Linked DNA regions of Mus musculus: region 2 is linked to region 1. A link is a contact called in public Micro-C data. All regions are on one chromosome and are shown on one strand. The core of a region is the stretch at or near the end of the contact, and the rest is flanking DNA. Distances in the headings are between cores, read along the strand shown.

What was found. A called contact is a pair of places that touch in the nucleus more often than the background predicts.
Region 2: a Micro-C map of embryonic stem cells shows a contact between it and region 1, with 14 times the contacts expected there. The contact joins the promoter of Tfap2d here to the promoter of Sox17 in region 1. A contact is called at or near these places in 5 of 39 promoter capture datasets (cranial neural crest, embryonic stem cells, maxillary cranial neural crest and 1 more) and 5 of 484 Hi-C or Micro-C datasets (cerebellum and embryonic stem cells).

What each region holds. Positions count from the first base shown.
Region 1 is chr1:4,495,565-4,499,343 of GRCm38.p6, forward strand. Sox17 (SRY (sex determining region Y)-box 17) reads right to left here and starts at 1,790. Exons shown (of 5, transcript NM_011441.5): 1 at 727-1,790; 2 at 1-378.
Region 2 is chr1:19,101,093-19,104,871 of GRCm38.p6, forward strand. Tfap2d (transcription factor AP-2, delta) reads left to right here and starts at 1,930. Exons shown (of 8, transcript NM_153154.3): 1 at 1,930-2,202; 2 at 3,272-3,769. The coding sequence starts at 2,164. Gm15825 (predicted gene 15825) reads right to left here and starts at 3,748. Exons shown (of 4, transcript NR_151619.1): 1 at 3,578-3,748.

The DNA.
Region 1 (3,779 bases), core at 540-3,039:
AAAAAATGCATTTCAGATGTTTAATCAAGGAAACTCTAAGGGTAGAAATAGCAATTTTACAAATCGATTCTCTAGCCAGGTGCTCTTTAAGAAAAAAAAAATTCTATCTCTTCTGTTGTTAGTTTTGAGACAGTCTCCCCATGTAGCTCTCCTGCCTCTCAGAAGCAGGGACGCAGTCCCTCACCTCCACAGTGACTCTTCTCTTTTGTATCTAGTAATGGGCATCTTTTCAAAGATCTCAGGGCCTAATTTTCTCTTTCCGTGTTTTTTTTTTTTTTAAATAAACTACGGGTTTTGTTTGAAATGACGATTGAAAACAGTAGCGGGTCCAGAATGCATTTTCTCTGTCTTCCCTGTCTTGGTTGATTTCTCTAAAAACTAAGAGACAACAGAAATATAATTCAGGTGTAGGTCTAGAAAATGTATTTACACCATTTTACCTGGGTACCTAGTTCTGTTCGAGCTCCATAAAAGGAACTGAGAAAGTGGTTAGAAAGAAAGCCCGGGGATGGGGAGGCAGCGTTATTTACAAGCATCCCTGAAGATTAACAACTGATCTTTCTGAGGGAAAGCACAAACACAGTAGGAGTCCAAGCGACCACTTTTGGGCTCTTCCCCGTTCCTTAAAACAGCCTCCCCTGGAGTCCCTAGATAGCACTTTACTTAACAAATCTACCAGGAAATGTGGCGCTTTCCCAAGACTAGTCCCCCTTCCCGTCCTCTTACCTAGATCTAACTTCTGCTGACCATTCTCTTGATAGATACTTTGGGAGGAGTGTTGGGGCCAACCGCACTTCAGACCCGCCAGCAGTGTGAGTGGGCCATATTTCAGTTTCTTCACTAAATGGGTGTTGGAAGCCGAGCTCACGACGTTATCAAAGCCAGCCACAAATGCCACAAGTAAAGAAGCAAACATCCGGAGCGGCTTCCTGCAAGCCTTGCTTCCCTCAACACTAGAGATTTACTGGGGTGGGGGTGGGTATCTGGACTAGAAGCCTGGCACGCCTGTCTGCTGTAGTCCGCAGCGGTATCACACTCAAACAGTGCAGGATTTCTAGGTGGCTACTGCCTAAGCCACATCCCCAAAGCAGACCTGAGGCTCGAAAGGCTGGGGCAAGGAAGCGTCTAATGTAACTAGAAGCTGTGCCCGTAACCATTTGGGGCCTGTAGCAAGCGGGTTGGTGATCAACTGGGACTCCGAAGTGGGAGAGTCTAAGCCACTCTTCTACAGCGAGCCTCAGAGTGAGTGGTTGATTTCTCGAAGGTTTTATGGTTTTGGTGTTCTGATGGCCAAGGCCTGTTAAAGGACATTCAAGTCCAATTGCACAGGATCCGTGGGCACTCAAGCAGATCCGTGGTCTGTGGAGAGCAAGTTCATGAGGGCGGAAAAGGGAGCGTGGGCTGTCATCACGGAGACAGCCCCCGGCGGACTCTAAGATAACAGAGACAATAGTACCACTGGACGGTCTAAAATACGTGCCTCAGAGTCTGCCTCTGAGAACACCGAGCGTCGTGCCCCGGGCTCCGCACCTCCCAGGTAGGGCCACGCAGAGCGATGCGGTCGATTGGCACCTTTCACCCGGGCACCAAAAGGCGCAGTCTCTTCTCCCCTTTATACCTTTCGCGCTCTTTCCAGTCCCTGGTCAGTCCCCAGTGGGTCGGAGGTGGAGATGGAAATTCGGGAACTTGAGAGGAAAGAGTGGCAAGAAAGACAGTGATCACCGGCCCCCACGGTGGCCCAGAACATTCAGGCCAGACCCTGCAATCTTCGCTTTGCTAGCCTCTCCCGTGAGAGCTGAGAACGTCTGACCCCAAGATTAACTTCGGGGGCTCATTCCGCACACCGTTGGGAGCGTGCATCCTGGGTGGGCGGGGTCTCACGTAACTGTCCGAATCTCTGTCTAATCGTGCCCCGAAACCCCACCCTAGCAGCTGGCGACTCGGAGACCACGTCCTCCTTCCCGCTCGGCCCTAGCTGAGTTTTTCCGCGGCGAAGCAGGAAGTAAACTGCTCCCGCTCCACTTCCCAGCTCAGTAACCGGTCGGGAATGTTTCTTAGAACCCATACCCCATCTGTGTTCCCCAGACGAAGTAAGGACTCCTCTTTATTCCTGCTCCATGGAACCTCAGGTTCTCTTGGGACGGTAGTCTGAGAGCTAGGAATGAAGCCTTGCTCACATTTCTTTGTCCTCTTCCTTGAAATTTAAAGACAATTCAAATATGGCTTGGGTTTTTATAAAGGTGATGGCTGCTGTAGCCTAGTAGTACCACACCCTAGGGAAGACGGGCTTCCTTGGAGAAAGGCAATCCTCGCCTTGCAGTCTGGCCTGTCACTGTGAGCAGAGCACTTGCACTCTCTCCAGAGAGCAAACTGGGTAGGACTGCTTCCCAGGATGCCCAGTGTGGCATCCTTAGTCTTCTTCTCTGATTTATTAATATCCAGCTCAGTCTATGATCCTGTAATACTCCGTTCCTGGACTGTGAAAGTGATGATGACTACACAGTGGGTCAAGCACATTGAGTTGTTTCGTTGAGTTTGCTTTGGTTTTGTAGCAGAGGCAATAGGTGCCTTTCCATCCAGAAAACTCTGCTCCCAAGATCCCCTATCAGGATTAACTGCATGGCGCCAGATTGTTGGTTAGGGCAAGGTATGTGCTCTGTGATCATGGAAATGATCAAAGTTAAATAGGACTTGCCACTCCTGACAGCACTCATTACCTCCTGTATGCGCTTCAAGCATAACAGATTTCTAACCTGAACCTAATTTAGCTTCCAAAGCTTAAAAACAAGAGGGAAGAGTTAGGAAGCCTTCCGGGGTTTCAGCTGGGTTACTTGAATGTTGTACTCTACCCATTTGGTGAACATGCCAACAAGTTCATAGCAACACAGGGTCTTCCGTTCACTACACCTTTCAATCCTGGATCACAGGGCTTTCCAGCCTTGACTACATACTTACGAATAATAGAATGTCCAGATTAATCCTTGGGTCTTCTTACTCCTAAGTGGAAACAGTAAGGACCATCTCCATAGACCTTAAAGGCTCATATGTCTGGGTCACAGGACTTCTGGAGAGTAATATTCTCTCCACGTCTCCTTCAATAATTCAAATTGCATCTGAAATCACAACATTACTGGGTGTTTAAATCCCACGGCTATCTTAATGCTTTTATCGAAGAAAGCCAGGCTGAAGATGCACATACATAATTTTACAAGTAGCTATATGATGCAAAAGTAAATGTCTGTCTTTAGGGCATTTGGAAAGTTATCTTTGAAATTAATTTCTTCATAAGCATGGTAATGTTTACAATGCAGTTTCCCTACCTCATCTGACCCTCACAACTGCCCTGGAAGTTACTGAAGTCGCTATGCCCGCAGTCCTCTTTTGGTGAAAAAAGAGCAGCGACTCAGTGACTTAACGCCACATAACAAAGGTTCTTAGACCATATCATTTTTCTAGCAGGAAACAATAACAGGCCTTATTATGAATTTATTTCTGTGCCATGTTTACAAATAATGAGAGACAAATTGGAATTTACAAGGATTAAATAAAGGAGTCAGTAGTGATGGATTAAGGATCCTTGGAAAAGAATGAAATGTTCTTATTAACTGGGTCATGATACTTTTGATACCAGAAGTACAGCAATGAAAAAGAGAAAGTATCATTTAGACTATCTGGGTTTCTGCTGGTCAGTGCTGTCACATCCTCTCACTCGCAGCACTTGGGACACAGAAGCAGACACATCTGAGTTTGGAACTAGACTGGTCTACAGAGTGAAATTC
Region 2 (3,779 bases), core at 680-3,179, about 15 Mb after region 1:
TCAGGCTCCAGATCCTGTGGACTACTGTGTATGATCCTATTATCTATGTTCACTGTGGATAAGCTATGAGAACTGGGCTCAGACCTAGCAAACAAAGACTCTAATGTAAGCATTTGGGGGCACAGGCTCTAAGCACCAACAATGTTCCTCTTCCCCTCCTACTTAAAGACCAAGTCCTATATTCTTCATTTTCATCCTCACTGGACTTGCTTGAAAAGCCTTCTGATTTCAACAGTTAATGATGTGGAATTTCAGGGTGGGGAGTGGAGATAAGTCCATCTTAACAAGGGGAGCAAATATAGGCTGCTGATCCTGTGTGGAAGTGAGGCATCTTGGATGTCTATTGCAGACAATGCATTTTAATTCTTGTCATGTGTCCTTATGTATAGAGCCAATAGCTCTGAGTGACAGGCCCGGCTACCTTGTGTACCTTGTGTGAGCATGCCCTAATAAAACCTCCCATACCCTCAACCAAAAAAAAAAAAAAAAAAAAAAAAAAGCCACATGTCTGTTTGCCTGCGGCTTATTATTAAGACACCTTCTCAGCTTAAACACTTAAAAGGGAACCAAATGAAATAGCAATTAAGACTGAATTACCCTGTCTATCTCTGAGATGAGCTGGTGGGGCCAACTAACCCTCCAGGTTTTGGGTGTTTTATTTTTTTCCCCCTTGAGTAGGCAAGTTTGCTGATAAAACCTAGCATAGCCTCTATATCTTGAGCTTGTTGCTATCACACACACACACACACACACACACACACACAGAGAGAGAGAGAGAGAGAGAGAGAGAGAGAGAGAGAGAGAGAGAGAGAGACCTTCAAGACACTAGATAACTCAGTGGATCAGCCTAAATTTTGGATGAAGTATAACTCTAAAACTGTTTGAAAGTTGAGAAACCTAGAAGAAATGGAAATAGGTGTGTGTGTGTGTGTGTGTGTGTGTGTCAGTGTGCGCTGTTGTTCCCTGTCCCTTTCCAGCACCCTCTTTGTAAATGTAATGCAAGTATTTGGGGGTCCTTTAGGGGTAATATAACTGCTTCCTGTTGTTGAATGGTCCACACTCCCACCTTCCAAAATAGAAATAAGGAGAGACAGGCAGACAGACAGACAGATACAGAGAGGGACACAGAGAGGAGAACAAATAAAAAAACCAAACAAACAAACAAACAAAAATCACACTGTTTAAAAGAAAAGGGAAAAGAAAAATAGTAAAGGGGGGAAAACAGGCTGGGTTGGGGAGTGAAAGACATTTACTTAAGTGTGCAATATCCTCACACATCTTTATTCTCATACATTTTTCCAGTTGTCCTACTTCTTTGTAACAGAAACTTAGGACTGTCCATCATGATTATCTATCTTAAAAACTGCTTAAAAAAATGTTAGCCACCACCTGGTGTTGCCTTTCAAGGACGAAGAACAGAAATTCAATGTAAATATGAGAAAAGGGGTATTGTTTTCACTTGGAAGAAGGCAGACATCCCAACTGGGCAAGACTGATTGCAATGCCTGTTGGAAAAAAAGATCAGCTTTCAACATCCAGGGAGTGGAACCAATAGGAACAAATGCCCAGTCATGTAAAAGAAAGGTTTAATTAATATATGTTTCTGTCTGTAAGCTGCATGTATTGGGGATAGATTTCTATCTTCGCAATAAAAATGTGTAAATGCTCTCTGCAGAGATGCGTCCTCACCTCAGTCGGTATAGAAAAGCATGATAAAGGTTGTGGAAAATGGATAAAAAATGTTGAAAGAACCCCCAGTTCCTTATTAGGCGAAGATACAATATTTATTCCTTGTCTCATGGGATAAATCTCTTCTGCCTATTGTCCTCCCCGTTCTCACTGCTGATGCTTAATTTTCAAAACTTCTATATTACCAAGGGACCTACGACATCAGCCAAAGAAATTCTCAGCAAGTACAAAATCTGTTCCAGGGAGCTGCTTTTGTGCAGAGGGAAAATTTTGTTCCTACAGGTTTTTTAAGTGGGTACGAGGCAAGGAGCTATCTGATCCGGGCAAAACCATTACAGTTTAGATCTCTATCTACGGAACATTTTTTTTCTTCCTTTAAAAAAAATTGGAAAATACAAGAAGTTTTGGATTTTTTTTTCCTGATTCTTTTTTTGGAGGGGGAAATTGCATCGTAAGCTTTTGGAGAAACCCATCATGTCAACTACCTTTCCCGGACTAGTCCACGATGCGGAGGTATTATTACTTTTTTGTGTGTGTGTGTGAGCGCGCGCGCGTGAGTGTGTGAGTGTGTGGCGGCGGCGGTGGTGGTGGCGGTGGTGGTGGCAGCTTCCCCTGCCTCTAATCTATATTGGACCGTTACGTTTAATTATAATCTGGCTTTCGGGAGAAGTTACGGAAGGGAACGGGAGAAAGTTCGTTATGACATCTGTCGCAGGGAGGGCAACTCTCCTCCAAGTTAAGCACCATTTGCAGTAATGAGGGAGAAGCATAATCCTAACAATAAGTGGGGACGAGGAGAAAGCTAGAGACACAGAAAGGATTCTCCGAAAAGCAAAGAAAGGGGACTGATGAGGGACAGTAGGTGGACGTGGGGGTTGGGGGGTGGGGGGGAAGAACGCAGCGCATCCCTTTCAGAAGGGGTTTATTCAAGAAATGGCACACAAGTGGCTATGGGGGCGAGCAAGTTGAACAATTTGCACGGACTGGGATTTTTAATGTACATGTATATATACCTTTATATTTGTGGACGGTGATCCTTTTATTTATTTATTTTTTTTTTAGCAGCTCAGGCTGAACACCTCCGCATGGCCAGGAGGCATTTCGGTGCTAGGGTCTGGCTGGAGTAGCGATGTGCATCCTAGCGTTTTCTGCATGTGGACTCTCTTGCTCCCCTAAGCCCCCAGTCACCTGCAAACCTGACTCCCAACGCCTAGCTCCAGGCACAAGTTGAGAATTGAAGGGTGTGAGTGTATTTGAGTGTGTGTGTGTGTCTGTCCGTCTGTCTGTCTGACTGTGTGTGCATGTGTAATGTCGCCCGCACCTATATAGGGTGGGGGATTCCCCCCACCCCACCCCGCTCTCTCCACTGTGAAGACGAGGCCGCCCACCCCCAGTTCAACTGTTAGCGAAGTCTGCTTGGTGAAGGCACTCACTGAGTCCGGCTGCTCTCCGGAAGCCCAGCGCGCTCTCTCCTCCTAGGGAGAGACAGGGAAAGCTCCCGACTCTGGGAGAGTGGCGCCTTGGTTGCAAAATGACAAACCTCAAGTTTTTCTGCTCTCCCCTTTCCCCCTCTTCCTTCCAGATACGTCACGACGGATCAAACAGCTACCGTTTGATGCAGCTTGGCTGTCTGGAGTCCGTAGCCAATTCCACGGTTGCCTATTCCTCCTCCTCTCCTTTAACTTACTCTACCACCGGCACCGAGTTTGCGTCCCCCTACTTCTCCACTAACCACCAGTACACCCCGCTCCACCACCAGTCCTTCCATTACGAGTTCCAGCACAGCCACCCGGCGGTCACTCCCGACGCCTACTCTCTGAACTCGCTCCACCACTCACAACAGTACTACCAGCAGATTCACCACGGGGAGCCCACCGACTTTATTAACCTGCACAATGCGCGGGCTCTCAAGTCCTCCTGCCTGGACGAGCAGAGGCGGGAGCTGGGTTGCCTCGATGCCTACCGCCGCCACGACCTGTCCCTCATGAGCCATGGCTCTCAGTATGGAATGCACCCAGATCAAAGACTCCTGCCAGGGCCCAGCCTGGGGCTGGCCGCCGCGGGAGCCGACGACTTGCAGGTAAATAAGC